Linked DNA regions of Mus musculus: region 1 is linked to region 2. A link is a contact called in public promoter capture Hi-C data. All regions are on one chromosome and are shown on one strand. The core of a region is the stretch at or near the end of the contact, and the rest is flanking DNA. Distances in the headings are between cores, read along the strand shown. Region 1 has its middle 44 kb from the start of Gm30233. Region 2 holds the start of Igf1os (a long non-coding RNA gene).

Region 1 (3,270 bases), core at 197-2,696, 180 kb before region 2:
AGTCATACCCTGTTACAGCGGGAAGAGACCCTGAAGGTCATCTGCCCTCCTCCCCATTTCTACCTTGGAGGTTTCCATAAGATAAATGTCCCATCTAAAATCCCACCATAGCATGGAGCTGACAAACTAAAACTTAGGTCCTAAGTTCCGCATCACGTTTTAATATTCTTAGTCTATTGGGTGCCTCAGAGAAGTGGTTTCTGTAAGGTAGATGGAACGGCGTGTGGTGATTTACTTTACAAGGCGAGCATCCATTTTCTAATGGATGGTAACAGCTCTTCCTAACCACACAGCAATGCCTGCAGCGTTTCCTTTGGCTAGAGGCTGGTTTCACAGGCCTGGTGCTCTGCTGCCTAAAGCAGCGCTCTTGGATGGAAGCCTCTCGGTCATACAGAAACCCTTGCCTCTACTTCAGTCTTTCACTCCATTGTGTTGGCCACAGTCACAGGTCTCCCTACGTTTGCCTCAAGTGCTTCTGGAAGGATGGAGCTTAGCCCAGACAGGCTGTTCACAGAGCAGACTCTGGCTATCTTTCCGAATGTTCCCCATAAACCCCAGGATTTTCTTCTGGTGCAGAACATCATGTTTTGTTTTGTTTTTTTTTCTCATATACCTTCAGATAAAATTTATAGCTTGCTTAGTAGGGTCTGACCTACCTTAGACATCTAGTCTGGCCTTCTTTCATATTTTTAAAACCGATCCTCCCTAAGGCTTTTACTTTGAGTACAAGTTGCGCTCCTCCGGTCCATTACAACCTGCACGTGCCCATGAAATGGCCCTAATGGGAGCCTTCAGATCTGCTGTCTCCTCTTCCTATTCCATCTCGGAACATCTCGCTCACCTGACCCACTTGGATACCTTACGGTTGCTCTTCTTCCACCTGGCAGAGAGCTTTCGTCTTCATCCAAGCCTAACATCTCTTCGGAGTTATCATGAATACATTTCCTTTGACTATAGCCAGATCAAGCTCATAGTAAATTTTGGATAAAAATGTTGTTGTTGTTTTGTCCTTTTTTTTTAAAATTTTTAATGTATTTTTGTCAGGCACACAAATCAACCAAACTTGAACTTGAAAGGAAGAATGTGCTAAGAGGGGGCGCCGGGGGAGGCACTCTGCAAATATATTTTGCAATGAACAGAGTACAGGCGAGCTCTTCGGTGCATGGTGTGGAGGTTATTGTGTAGGGACTTTTCTCTCACATTAGTCTCTGCCTGATGTTTCCGTGTGTGTGTGTGTGTGTGTGTGTGTGTGTGTATTGTATGGTATGTTAAACAAGTGTTATTTTGTTTCTTGTAGCTGCAGGAGAACACGTTCATGTTTGCCTTTCATATCCACTTTAAAAGGACGGGATCTGTTTTACAACTTGGGACCGTTGCTATGAAGCCGTCTGAAGCATGGCCTCCAGTTCAGGCTCACGCCTCTGGGCCTTAATCACAAGCAGATGCTCCCCTGAATCAAGAATTTCCCTCTCTGCCTGCCTATTCGGCCTGAGCAATGAGCTGCCTAACTTGGATCCTCTGGGCTTCTTGAAAAACTCCACAGGCTGCCTCCCTAGCATGCTGGTAACAGAAGATTGATATTTCCCAGGTCCAAGCAGGACTTTGAAATAATACCTATCCCTTGCAGAGAGCTATTTATCTTCCCCTCCTCCCACAAGTGTTTTCACATACATGAGCTCATTGTATCCTTCACGAAGTCCTTGGAGTTAATCAGGAAAAGTAGAATTTCCCCCCCCAGGAACCTGAGGTCCTGATGTTAAGTAGCGTTCCCAGGTCACACAATGAGCTTGGACTCCTGGTCTAGTATTCTTTGTACCAAAGTGACACCAGCATTGACTTGGTCCTGTGTCAAAGTTGTTCAAGCTGTTTCTCAGGAGCTGGCTGAATCCAGGCTGCCTATCATTTATAGAGCTTAAATTTAAGTTACATTGGAACATCAATGTACTGTTCTGTGTTTTTCTCCTAAGTCTTCAAGCTATATATCGAAGGCAGTGAATCAGTGGCCCTAAAATTTTGGGGGGTAGCTTGTTTAAGATATGCTGGTTCAGAATATAAAAGATATAGCCCCAAATTCAGCGTAAAAGAATAATAAAAATGTGCTTAACCAGTGAGCCATCTCTCCAGATCCCGGAGTTTTAAGAAGCTTGGTCTGTGACTCTCATCTCTTCAGCATATACTCTGTGTGATAAACTTTTTTTTTTTCTTATAGGAATTAAGGAGGCTGCATTTTATTTCAGGATTGGTATGTATCATGAGATGAGGTTAGCACAAAAGCTCGTCTTACAAACTTGTAGAAGTCTTGGGGAGAACTGTGGCCATCTGAAGACTCAAACTGAAGGCTTCAATCCATATATGTACAAACGTGGGGAGTGGCAGCTGTGTAAAGATGTGCCAGTAAACACATAGATGCTGAAGCAGTATGTTTGAAATATCCTCATAGCTGTCGCAGAACTAGGGTACAGTTGGGGAATTTATAATCTAGGCTTCTGCCATAGAAGCAGATGTGAACAAGGCCACCTGCAGAGTTGGTGACAGTTAAGAGCTTTGAGCTGGACTTCCAGCTTTGGCCCACTTTGTGTAGATTTTTAGCTTAACTCCAATACCTTCATTCCCTTTTCTATGCACTGTATAATGGTAGTTCACTTGAACTGCTGATGCTTTTAATCTGAAGCCAGGGCCAGGAAATTGGGAGGTTTTTTTTTTTTTTTTTTTCTCCTTTCCTTTTTTTTTTTTTTTTTTTTAACATCTGGAAATATTTACCTCAAGATCTTGAGAAAAAAGAGTTCTTGGTTGGATAGAGGAGAGGAGCAAGGCAGAGGACCCAGAATCAAAGTGTTCATTTCCAGCTCAGCAAACAACAGACTGTGTACACGATCAGAAGGAACAGAAGTGTCCTCTTTTCTGAGCCCATGAGTACATTGCCGTTGACACAAGGACCTTATCTGTGATAGGTTATGACAGAGTTCCAAACCAGATGACAAGATTCGGTGAGGCTGTTTCTGCTGGACGATTACAATCATCTTAATAAATACTTAGTGCCATTTACTGCGAGGAGAGAGTGGGCGTACAGTACTTTGTGGGCTTCACAGTTAGTGTTGAGGAGTCTAGGAGAAAGACGCTGTAGGAGCAATGATAACTTAACAGCTGGACTGCCAAAAAGTTTCTGGCACAGTCCTACATAAATATTTAAAGCTTCCTTCTACTTCCCAATGCTAGTGCAATCCAGTTTCTCCTGAGACTAGTGTTGTGAGGAACGTTTAGGGTGTCATG
Region 2 (3,242 bases), core at 363-2,862:
GGCAGTCACTCAGTTATTCGACCAATCCCTGTGGTTATAAATCCAGGAAACCATCTACTTCTGAATCATTGTAGCAGGGAGAAGAGGGTTGGGAGAGGGGATGGGAGAGCTACTCACTGAAGTAAAAGCCCCTCGGTCCACACACGAACTGAAGAGCATCCACCAGCTCAGCCCCGCAAAGGGTCTCTGGTCCAGCTGTGGTGGAGCTGGTGAAGGTGAGCAAGCAGAGCGCCAGGTAGAAGAGGTGTGAAGACGACATGATGTGTATCTTTATCTGTCGGAGGGGGAAAATAAAAAGGAGGTTCAGGTATCCTTCTGGGTCCTGAAAGGATGGGGCAGCGATGTGTTGACTCGCACTTGGTACTCCTTCTCATCATTCATTCAAACGCTCTGTCCTAGAAGAGCAGTGTGGCATGAAGGGCCCCCGAGGGACCTGGCCTGAGCCCATCTTGACATCAGACAAACTGTGGTTAGTCCCTTTGCTACTGGGTCTTCAGAGGTTCTCCTGGAGCTTTTATGAGTTCCTATTATTAATAAGTAGGGTAAAAGGGCTACAAACATTTATTGGGTGACAAAAGATGCAGTTATTTTAGTGTGTGCGCGTATATGTGTGTGCTTGTGGTGGGATGTGTTTATGTGTGTGTGTGGGGTGGGATCCCCATGCCAGTCTGATATAAAACATCTAAATTATCAAATATTAAATTGTGCTCAGCTTTACATTCAAACTGTTTCAACTTAAATAATCTAAAACCTGACCATTTCCAGATGGTACATATATTCATTATATTTATTATTGCTTTGAATATTAAATTAACCAGGGCATCATTCTCTGTCCATAGATTAAGAAGATTTTATACTGGCCAGAACAGTATTAAAAAAATCTATTATTATAGCCTTCCAGAGAGAGAGAGAGAGAGAAAGGAAGGGAGGCAGGGAGAGCAGAGGTGGGGGACGAGGCGGAGAAATCTTACCTGCGAATATTAGCAGCTAACACAACCACAGGTGGAAAACCAAACAAGCAGTCTCAAAACAGGAAAATCATGCAAGATTTAGGAATGCAATTGTCTCACAAAAGCATTGTGAAAGGAAGGTGTGATTCCCTCTCCTTACACACCATGAAGGTCATAGTCTGTACCTCCATAACATAGTGCAGGCTGATGAAAGTCATGATGTCTTTATTTAATTAAAGGTTTATGTGAGGTGAGAGCCTTCAGGAAAAAAAAAAGAAAAAAAGAAGCCTCCATAACAGGGGTAAACTTTCCCATATGTTGTTGTTCAATGGGGGCGTGGACAGTGGGCAGAATTATCATTTAATGACCGGTAGACTGAGGTGGAAAACCCAGTGTGTCTTGCTTCTCCTGATTCTTCTATGCCCCTTTGTGAAGCATTCATAAATCCTGGGTATAAGATTTAGGACCCCTCTGGGGGGAGGGGCCAGTGGCCTGCCATCAGACAGGGCAGGCAGCAGACTTCTCTCTGGCCAGCTCCTCTACTGGAAGTCATGGGAGGTCAGAAGCAAATGTTCAAGTTTTATGGCTGCCTTGGGGAAGAGGGTTTCTCATTTCTCTTCCTGCCTTAGGGGAGAGTGACAAGCAGGAAAAGGGAGGCTGGCAGCAGGTCAGGGAGTTTAACAATCATCTCCCAAACTTCAACAGGACGTAAATGTAATCTTTTACGCCAGGGTCCTCTCTTCTAGCTCACTATCAGACTGAGAGACGTTTTTTAAATGCAGGACACTGGGCTTAAAACCTGCAAGAGCCTTTTCTTGAGCAGCAGCCACTCTGACTTATTCTCTGGGAAGCACTCACGGATCCCTGTTATCAACTTTATAACAAAATCTACCAAGGAACCCTTGTTTGGCACAAGCTAGCCGATGGTTAGTAGCCAAATGGCACCCCTGCCAAAGTCAGCATTCCTGGGACTCCAGTCGCTCTTCATTCTAAGAAGCAGTCAGACACTGTGGTGACGTCCCACTTTTCAGGGTTGCTGCTTGTGGAACCAGCGTGTACTTTCTTCCAGGAAGGCCCCTAAGGTGAGCGACTTCACCCCTTTCAGAGACATATGCTTTCAATATTGTGGAAAGAGTCACCAGTAGAGTATGAGGTGAGCCACCCTATAAAAGGGGTAACGGAGATATACTGGAAGCTATAATTTTTAAAGGAGGTTTTCTTTTTCTTTTTTCTTTTCTTTTCTTTTTTCTTTTTTTTTTTTTTTTGAATCTCACAGTTGAGGCAAATTCATTCAATCCCCACTTGTTTGGAGAGTGAGACTCAGAGATATTGAGTTTATGGCCATTTCCCTGTCCTGTGTGAGTGAGCTCTCTACTTAATGGCTCTATATCAGTGGCAAATTTTACTCAACTATTTTAAACTCATTTTCAATTTAGTGGCTCGTTCTTCAGCCTAGCATTAGGAGGGGGGCAAGGGACCCCTAGGAGGCCCTGATTCTTGATCTCACAAGGTAAATATTTCAGTAGTGTGTATAGAGTGGCTGGAGATGAAAGGAACTCTCCACTCTCAAGTCAACGGGAAACAGAGGACATGCAATTAAGGAGGAGGTACCTCCCCAGTTAAGCCCTTGGTACCTTTGCTCAGTAGGATTTCAGTCTGGAAGTACTCCATCGCCATACAACCAAAGACATCAGAGTTTACAGAAATGAGCTAATGTCTATTGATTCCTCTTAGTTATAAAAAGAAGACAGCGGAGCTTCCCCTTCAGTATTTTTCATGGAAACTTGAATAAATCTAACCCATCAGGGCTTCATGGTTCTTTGTGAAAGGGCAGGCCTGTAATCCCCATGACTGTTCTTAGAGAACACTTCCCTACACTCTGGCAACAGACCAACTTTAGAATGAATGTTAGTTACTCCAGCAAACCCATTTCTGAAGCACTGCCCCCTACCCCTGCTCAGTTTCAGAGAGCGGTGAAGGCCAGCAGGCACCTGCAATGGTTAGTTTGAACCAACTCCACAGCAACTGTTACTCAATCTCACAGCCTTTGTAAATTTAGACTGTCACGAGCTGTCCCAAACTGCATTTTAATAGTTATTTTAAGGGATAGTGCATTTAAGTCCAGCAAGACATATGTACCTGTAGAATTGAAAAACTGAAAACTGCTCAAACCAATTTTCCTTTTTCCTTTCTGCATGGACTTATACTGAAAACCACTGTCTGATAAATATCAATACTAGACCTCTGTACATTTTCCTTTAGCTCAGAGACTAGTCCAGCATACCCACAGAG

What was found. Promoter capture Hi-C pulls out the DNA fragments that hold promoters and counts their contacts.
Region 1: a promoter capture Hi-C map of second pharyngeal arch cranial neural crest shows a contact between it and region 2. The contact joins the enhancer-like site here to the promoter of Igf1os in region 2. A contact is called at or near these places in 14 of 39 promoter capture datasets (the 3T3-L1 cell line, 3T3-L1-derived adipocytes, the HPC-7 cell line and 7 more), 1 of 15 datasets of contacts at CTCF or cohesin (pro-B cells), 11 of 484 Hi-C or Micro-C datasets (DN2 thymocytes, brown adipocytes, cranial neural crest and 5 more), 3 of 115 datasets of contacts at active chromatin or transcription factors (the 230-238 cell line, fibro-adipogenic progenitors and large pre-B cells) and 4 of 9 other capture datasets (adipose tissue, embryonic stem cells, embryonic tail and 1 more).

Annotation. Positions count from the first base shown.
Region 1 is chr10:88,044,502-88,047,771 of GRCm38.p6, reverse strand. No RefSeq gene overlaps it. Among named protein-coding and RNA genes, the nearest start is that of Gm30233, 44 kb to the left of the region's middle. Within about 2 kb of position 1,446, at least 37 of the 459 cell types and tissues checked have an H3K27ac peak or open chromatin away from gene starts, as enhancers often do. A contact at or near this core is called in second pharyngeal arch cranial neural crest and uterus, where this site is marked.
Region 2 is chr10:87,861,763-87,865,004 of GRCm38.p6, reverse strand. Igf1os (a long non-coding RNA gene) reads left to right here and starts at 1,612. Exons shown (of 3, transcript XR_871929.2): 1 at 1,612-2,032. Igf1 (insulin-like growth factor 1) reads right to left here. Exons shown (of 4, transcript NM_001111275.2): 2 at 118-274.